Regions from separate parts of the Manis pentadactyla genome. Here region 2 is linked to region 1. Evidence: chromatin contacts called from public Hi-C data. All regions are on one chromosome and are shown on one strand. Each heading gives the region's core, a stretch centred on a gene start, on an enhancer-like site or on the middle of the called end of the contact. The rest is flanking DNA. Distances are from core to core; before and after follow the strand shown. Region 1 holds the start of POLR1E (RNA polymerase I subunit E). Region 2 holds the start of SLC25A51 (solute carrier family 25 member 51).

Region 1 (3,737 bases), core at 522-3,021:
CTCTCAGAACATGAGGGGGGAGGTTCTAAGCCTCACCTCTGCTGATCCCCATTTTCTCACCTGATGGCCCCCCTGCGACTGTGCCTGTCTTAGGTTGTTCCTCCCTTGAGGAATCTTACCCGTCTCTGGCTAACCAGTCATCTTCTGGGGCCATACAAGGAAATGTTAAGTTGGTAGGTGAGAGAGAAGCCTTATTGTTTGAAAAGGTTAGCTTTTTACTTCTTTGCATATTTATGCCCTGTGGCTTCTATGCCCAGCATTTTTCTTGAGGTGTCTTTACCACTTGGAAGAATTATGATACTCGGTAAATTCGACATTGTGGCACCAATTCTATTTAAGGGTTGTAATTAGGTAGGAAGAAGAAAAGCTATAGAAGTAGCAGGCGGAAGAAAACCTGGGAAGATTGATTATTTCTTTGACATATCTTCTTGTAGAGTAACTTCAGCATGGATAGGTTTTAAACTACTAATTAAATTGTGCACACACATTAACATAATAGGTGTACAGTTATGTAACCAAAGCATACCTGTAATTACCAGCCATCTCCAGTGAAACCAAGAAAACCAGTTAGGTGAATTCTTAATTGTAGTAATTCTGGGTCTTTGCTTTCAATCCATGTGATATCTTCACTCTTCCACCTGGCTGTAAAGCAGCCAATTCTTAGGACTTCCACAGACTCTGACTGGTAAACTTCTGCCTTAAAAGGGAAAGAATCGGTACAACAGTGCTTCCTAACCTTCAAGTACACATTAATCACCCAGGGAGGGATCTACACACAGGGCAGATAACCATTTCCAAACACTGTCACAGAGCTGTGGACAGCTGTCTCCCGAGTCTAGAGCCACGACAATGAAATGCAGCATATGATTCTGGACAGGATCTTTTTGCTATAAAAACATTATTGGTACCCTTGAAGAAGAAGGCGATGTGAAGAACAGAGATGAGTCAGCCAGAGTTCTTGCCCTTAACCTCTAACGGTATCTTCCTTTGGGTAAAAGGGGTCCCAGCCTGGATCCATGTTTAAAAGCCTTGTTTGGTCCTCCTCCTGCTCTGATAATTTCCCAAACGGGGGAAGGGTTGAACCAGTAGCAACAAATGGACATGCCCTTCAGATTGAGTTCCCCCTTCTAGTCGAGCCTAAAATTTCCTGCCCAAATGCTCTTCAGCCTGCCGGTCTTCTCCCCAGGTCCCTCCTCGCATAATTGGGCCACAGGTGTATGTGTGCCTAGCCCTGAGGAGTGATCACGCCTTGTACCTGGTCCAAACAGTTTACAGGATTGTGGACAAAGCTTGGGTTTAAGGATTGGATGTCCACGTGTGTGGACGGAGGCCCTACAGAGCTGGTTTTTTTGCTAGTTGCTACATTTAGTTGGGGCTCAAACTGTGTCTTTAAGATAATTCTATATTTGAACTTTGCTTTTCAGGTTTCAGTAAGATTTGGCAGTAGGAAACACTAACCATACCCCAGCTAGACCGCGCCGAGAAAGGAGAAACCATACACTACAGTTAAGCCGAGAGCTACGGGATATTTAAGCTCTTGGGCCTCCGGGAAATGCACAGGCTGAATGCTGGGCCAATCAGCAGCTGCGCCTCCGAGAGTCCGGCCAGGGGAGAAGAGAGACACTGAGTCCGCGGAAACCACGCCTCTCCGAGCGGAGGGGCAGGAAGAAGGGTGGGCGGGAATCGCGTGCCTAGCACCTGCGGTAGCGCGCGTCGGGGCGGTATCTGCTGGGGGTGGAGCCACGCGTCTCCGTGCGCGCAGGGCGGGACCCAGCCGAGCCACGCCTCTTCCGGCGAGCGGCACTTCCTCCGCGTGCGGGTAAGCGTGTGAAGGTCCAACTGTTTTAAATTCGGGTTCTGGCTGCCGTAGGGGCCGGATGGCGGAGGGGGCGTTGTCCAGTGCGAGGTGGCAGTACTGTGGAGAGCCGGATAAGAGCCAGAGAGCTGTGCTGGGTAAGGATTGCGGAGCCGCAGCAGAGGTTTCCATTAACTCCCTCCCCTTTCGTCTCGATCTGCAGTCCTCCCCCTTCCTGCGTCGGGCCTTTTTCTCAGCTGGGCCACGACCCCCTCTAGTCTCCACCGCTGCGTGGGGGCTTGGCCAGGCCTCTTCTGTCATCCCACCATGCACAACCCAGACCCCTCCCCAGGCCCCTGTCATCTCCTCGCTCACCAGGTTTCACCTGCCCCTCCTCTGGGCAGGGATTCCCTGTGTCTCTCTAGGTCTAGACCAGGCCTCCTCAGTCAGCCCCCTCCCCCTAATTATTCCCTCCTCCCCAGGACTCCCTTTCCCAGGACACCCCTCTCCTCCCCATCCTCTCTTTCCAACCAGACCAGGACTTCCTTCAGTCCCCGTTTAGGTCAGGACCTGGCCTTCTTTGCCATCCCCATTCCTCCAGTTTCTCCTTACCATACACCTTCTTCTGTCATTTAATTGTCAACTCTAACTTTACAGTCCAGTTCTCCAATGGGAAGCTGCGTAATCCAGGGAACATGCGCTTTACCTTGTACAAGAACGATGACTCCACCAACCCCAGGAAGAGGAGTCAGCGGATCCTGGTAGGTGCTCCTGGGGCTAGTTGCCTCCACTCTGCAGGCCTCAGGAGGCCTCTTGGATGTGGGTGTAACTGGGAGGGTGGAGAGAGGAGAAAAGGAAATATTCCCAGGTGTCCATGGAAGGTGGATTTCCTGTGTTGAGAACCACTGTTATGTAGCGGTGAGAACTGCGTGGGAGGCACTCATACAAGGAGACAAAGCTCAGGGCCTAAGGGGGAGAGGACAGGGCAGAGTGAGCTCAGTCAGAGGAGTCACTGCTTGCCAGAATGGCTTGTGGGGTGGGGATGGCAGTGAATTGCAGCTGAGCCCTACCTGAATAATGGAAAAGAGCTTGACAGCTGAGGTTTAGTATTTCAGGTGAAGAAGATACCAAGGTCAAACAGGGAAGCAGGAAAGCTTGGCTGTGATTGAGGGGTGAACCAGCCGCTTCCATAGTCCTGAAATCTATAGGGAGCAGTCATGGGAGATGTAGGCAAAGAGGTTCAATAAGGGCTTGGACTTTGGGCCCAGGAGGTTACTTGCAGAATCATTTTGGTGCATGCCTGTAAATGTTGGGAGCCCAAGGCCTTTCCCACATCCTGTAGTGCAGCTCCCCCCAGAACTTTTCAGACTAACTGGAAGCTAGCACTGTCTGGGGCTTCCCTTTGAATAGTTCTTTTGTCTTTCTCCCAGGGACACTCCAGATTCACTTAGAGATAGTGGGGCCAGATTGTCTCCCAGAAGCTCTCTAGTTCTGATCCACTGTGGTATGGATTCTAAAACTTTTGCAAATGTGAAAAAGGGAGATAGGTGATTAATACCTTTTAAACTGGTTGTAATGGAGCTTTTCCCCTCTACATTTTAGGCAGCTGAAACAGACAGACTCTCCTATGTAGGAAACAATTTTGGAACTGGAGCCCTCAAATGCAACACTCTGTGCAGGTAGGGATGGGAAAGGGACAGTGGGTAGAGGAGTGTAGTGGTGGTGGCCCTTGCTCTGCTGTTCTTTGTCTTAATATTTTATAGCAGTGGGGGTTTATCCAGAGAGGTTTACCAAATTCCTGTGTTTGCAGACCCAGTGGGCCTCATACCAGCATGTACACATTTCTGGAAAGGAAGGACTTATATTTGTTGAATTTCCTAAAAGCTGCATTCATTTGTAATATTCCTTAAAAAATTTTTTTAAAGTTGAGATATAATTGACA
Region 2 (3,737 bases), core at 779-3,278, 360 kb after region 1:
ATTTCATCTAGTTTATTATGACTTATCATAATAATGGGGACTGTTACCAAACAGAAAACCGTGGCTAACAGAAGTCAGCCAGTCATTTTATTGACCACTGTACTGAACTATTTTAAGAAATTTTAATAACATTACTGTATGTTTGGAGTCTCAGATTTTAAAGAATAGGCCTGGACACCAGGAAACAGAAATGTAATGAAACCCTCACAGATTTCACAGATTTAAAGCTTTCCCTCCAGTTTCATCCTGGAGTGAATGGTGTGAATAGGTTCTTAACGAAGCAATAAAAGGAAGCACAGTGTGCACAGTATTCTGTGGCAATGTGCCTTAGGATTTTGCATGTTTATACTGTAAATATGGCTAAATTTATTTGCTAAATGATCTCTATATTAAAATTCTTTAATGTAGGTAATTATTTGGAATTTATTGCAAAATTTATTTAACATAATTTTACACTTGTTTGCCATCTAAAATATTTAACCTGTCTCAAAAGGAAATAAAGTTAATGAGTTGACTATCAAGCAGGTGCAAATGTCAAATACTTGTGGCGTAAGAAAACAGTAAACTCTAAATACTCACTGTAATTTACAGCCACATGGATAAGCAGGACCCAGCTATGAACCCAGCCCAAAGGTCTTTGTGCAAAAACTGTAAAGAAGCTGACTGCAGTTCTCAAAGGACGTGAACTCTCCTAAGTCAGCATATCTCAGACAGCATTCAGCAGAATGGGTTCAAGTCCTACTTATGACATTATCTTGCTAATATAAATATAAATATAAATATAAATATAAACCAAAGTCTCTAATTCAAAAACCCACTTCTCTGGGTTTACTTTAATCTACCAAAGGAGCGACCAGGTAAATCCATTCCTCGTACAGATAAACAGATTGTGATTTTTCCCTGAGATGCACTGACTCCAGACCCAAAGCGCCTAACCCGTACTCTGAAACCACTAGGATGTGATACCAGTCCTTGCACCTTTTGAATCCTTTCAAAGCAAGGGCGCAGGAGGCTCAAACATGCGGGATCATTACACACTCAGTTTAAGGGCTTCTCTTTGACAGCTTACAGTCAGAAAAACAAGGTGGAAATTAAGACCAGCTGTGTTCAGCTGTAAGGGACAAAATAAAGGTTATGCCCAAAGGGTAAATAAAACTCAAGCATCGACATGCTCCGTCCAGCTAAGCTTAATACCAAAAAATCGGCACAGAGATTTACAATTAACAACACCGCCCCTTCCCCCCAAAAAAGCCTACAACTGAGTCGCCTACAGCGCGATGCAACATGGTGTCGCAGAATAAGCCCTACCTAGCAGTGGCTGCACTTACCGCTCTCCAGGAGACCATTTCCCCAATCTGTGACAACAGCGGGGAGGGGAAAGGGCCCCCTTCGCCTCCCACACTCTGAAATAGACTCGGGAATGCCGGAACCCCAGACCCGGGGGACGGGGGGCAGGGGCCCTTCCGCCGTCCCAGCGCCGTCAGAGCCGCTCGGCCCCGAGCGCAGGCACAGGCCGGCCCCTCCGCGCCCTGCGGTTCGTCAGCGCCAGGAGGCGCCTCCCCGCCCGGGGCGCGCCCAGATGAACGCGCTGCCTCCCCGCCCGGGAAGCTCGCTCCGACAGCCAGACGGCGCCCGGGACCAGCGAAGCCCCGCGGAGGCGGGACAGCCGGGAGCCGAGAACGGACCCGCGCCCCCGCGGGCAGCTTCCCCGGCCCCGGCCGCCGGCCCCTCCCGGACGGCGCACGCGCGGGGGCGGCGGAGCGATACTTCCACAACCTCAACGCAGAGGGAGTTCCCTCCCGCCTCCGCACTCACCCCTTGTTTCCCCCTCGCCGGCCTCCCGCACTCACCCATCGCCGCGGGTGCTCAGTAGCCGCCAGCCCGCAGGTCGGCGAGCCCGCGAGCCTGCGGCCGCGCAGGCGCAGACCTTGACCGAAGCCAGTGCGCGGGGCGTAGCGAGACGCGCTGGGAGGTGTCCGAGTGCGATCACGTGAGGGAGACGCCGCCGCGCCGCCTCTGCGCTACTGCGGAGTCAAAGGACGGCGCCCCTACTGCGGGCTACGGTTGACTGGGGCGGGGCAGGTGTAGGGTCACCCATCACATCTGTCGTGAGGCATTGGGGCTCCGCCAGTCGCAGTACTAGACGCTTGGTGCCGTACGGTGGCCTGGCCTTGCCACAAGCGGGCAACGCGTTCCCCTGTGCAATCTGCGGGAGGAACAATGGGAATTCACGGTTGTGGGTGGCCAGCGCGTGAGCTTAACACTTTAAAAGTGCCTCGTCTAACTCCCCTCTGTAGCCTTGGTTAGATTCCATTAAACCCTCGGAGTGGCCTTTTGTCAGCTACCGATACCGCAATTTTCAGAATACCTGTGTGTGTGCTTTAGGACATACAAATGACTTTAAACCCTGTTTCCAACCTCAGACAAGTTTGGTTTTTGGACTCCACTGACCCGGAGTTAGGTCAAGTCATAGTCCCGACATTTCATGGGAATGGCGTTGGACAAGTCACTGTCCCTGAGCCCCCCCCATCTCTGTCTGAAAAATAACACCTGCCTTGCATGCATCCCTCTGCCCTCATAAGAACCACTGGGAATGATCTGACTAACTTGCAAACTGGAAGGCACACAACATGGATGGGAGGGGTTGAGGGAAAGGGAAAGGTCAGCCTGAAGAGGAGAGGCTCTTCAGGAGGTTTGTCAGTTTGTCAAATATGTGCAGTGTATAGACTTTACTTGGATAGGCAACTCCACTGGAGTGAAGTGTTAGAGCTTAAGCTGTAGCTGGATAGCTTTCCCTGCCCCTTTCCCCCAAAGAGCACTTCGTAGATACTGACTTCAAAATATGTGTGGTCTGCTTGAGGTGGTCTGTTTAACTGCTTCTTGGGCTATGGGAGACATGCTACCTAATTTTATCACACACTCTACTGAGGTACCTACTGTGTGCTACTGTGCCTAAGCTCTCTTGAAGGAGCTGAGAGTCTAATAAAAGATATAAAAACAAAGGACTCTGGACATTTAGAAGCACAAAGAGCTTTCCCCTAGAGAGCGAGCCAGGAACGGATTCATGAGGCAGAAAGGGTTTGAACTGGGCCGTGGAGGATGCATGAACAGAATTTGGACTAGTGGAGAAAGTCACAGAAGCAGGAGATAAGATTGTAAAGGTCACCTGGGGGCTGATAGTGCAAATCTTTCACTGTCAGACACTAGCACCTGACATCTAATAAGTGTGCAGGTTAGATTTGGGGCCCCACAGGATAATGACAAGGCATTCACCTCAAATTTGTGGTTGCCCTGTCTTGGGTGAAGTTATGTTCAGATGTATTATTCAAAATATGAATAAATCAGGCAGGCATCCATCATGTTCAGAAGCATAGATAATTCATTTCAGATAGGAACGGAGAAGTTACTGTCCTGTGGTGAATCCTGAAGAGGAGGAAAATATTTAAGCTAAGTCCAAACTGGGACAATACTCAAAAGAGTAAGGAAATGCCAAGCCAACAGGAGCACTAAGTGGAGTTGAGCCAGTCCGTTTCCTTTATGTTGCAGGCTACAGTGCAGGCTGCTGCCCCTCAAACTCCTTGTCAGAAACCCCCAGGCCCTTAATTGGCTCTTTTTTGGGTATATCAATAGTGAAGATCAAAACCTTCTACCTTCTAATTCAGAGGTTCATCATAAAGTTAGCCTTACATTTCTCTGTCCTCATCCACTCACTCTTTCATTCTTCAGTCACTTAAACT

What was found. A called contact is a pair of places that touch in the nucleus more often than the background predicts.
Region 2: a Hi-C map of skin fibroblasts shows a contact between it and region 1, with 5 times the contacts expected there. The contact joins the promoter of SLC25A51 here to the promoter of POLR1E in region 1. A contact is called at or near these places in 2 of 3 Hi-C or Micro-C datasets (fibroblasts and skin fibroblasts).

Annotation. Positions count from the first base shown.
Region 1 is chr3:187,636,988-187,640,724 of mManPen7.hap1, forward strand. POLR1E (RNA polymerase I subunit E) reads left to right here and starts at 1,772. Exons shown (of 14, transcript XR_008996558.1): 1 at 1,772-1,953; 2 at 2,453-2,556; 3 at 3,398-3,474.
Region 2 is chr3:187,993,651-187,997,387 of mManPen7.hap1, forward strand. SLC25A51 (solute carrier family 25 member 51) reads right to left here and starts at 2,029. Exons shown (of 2, transcript XM_036888403.2): 1 at 1,816-2,029.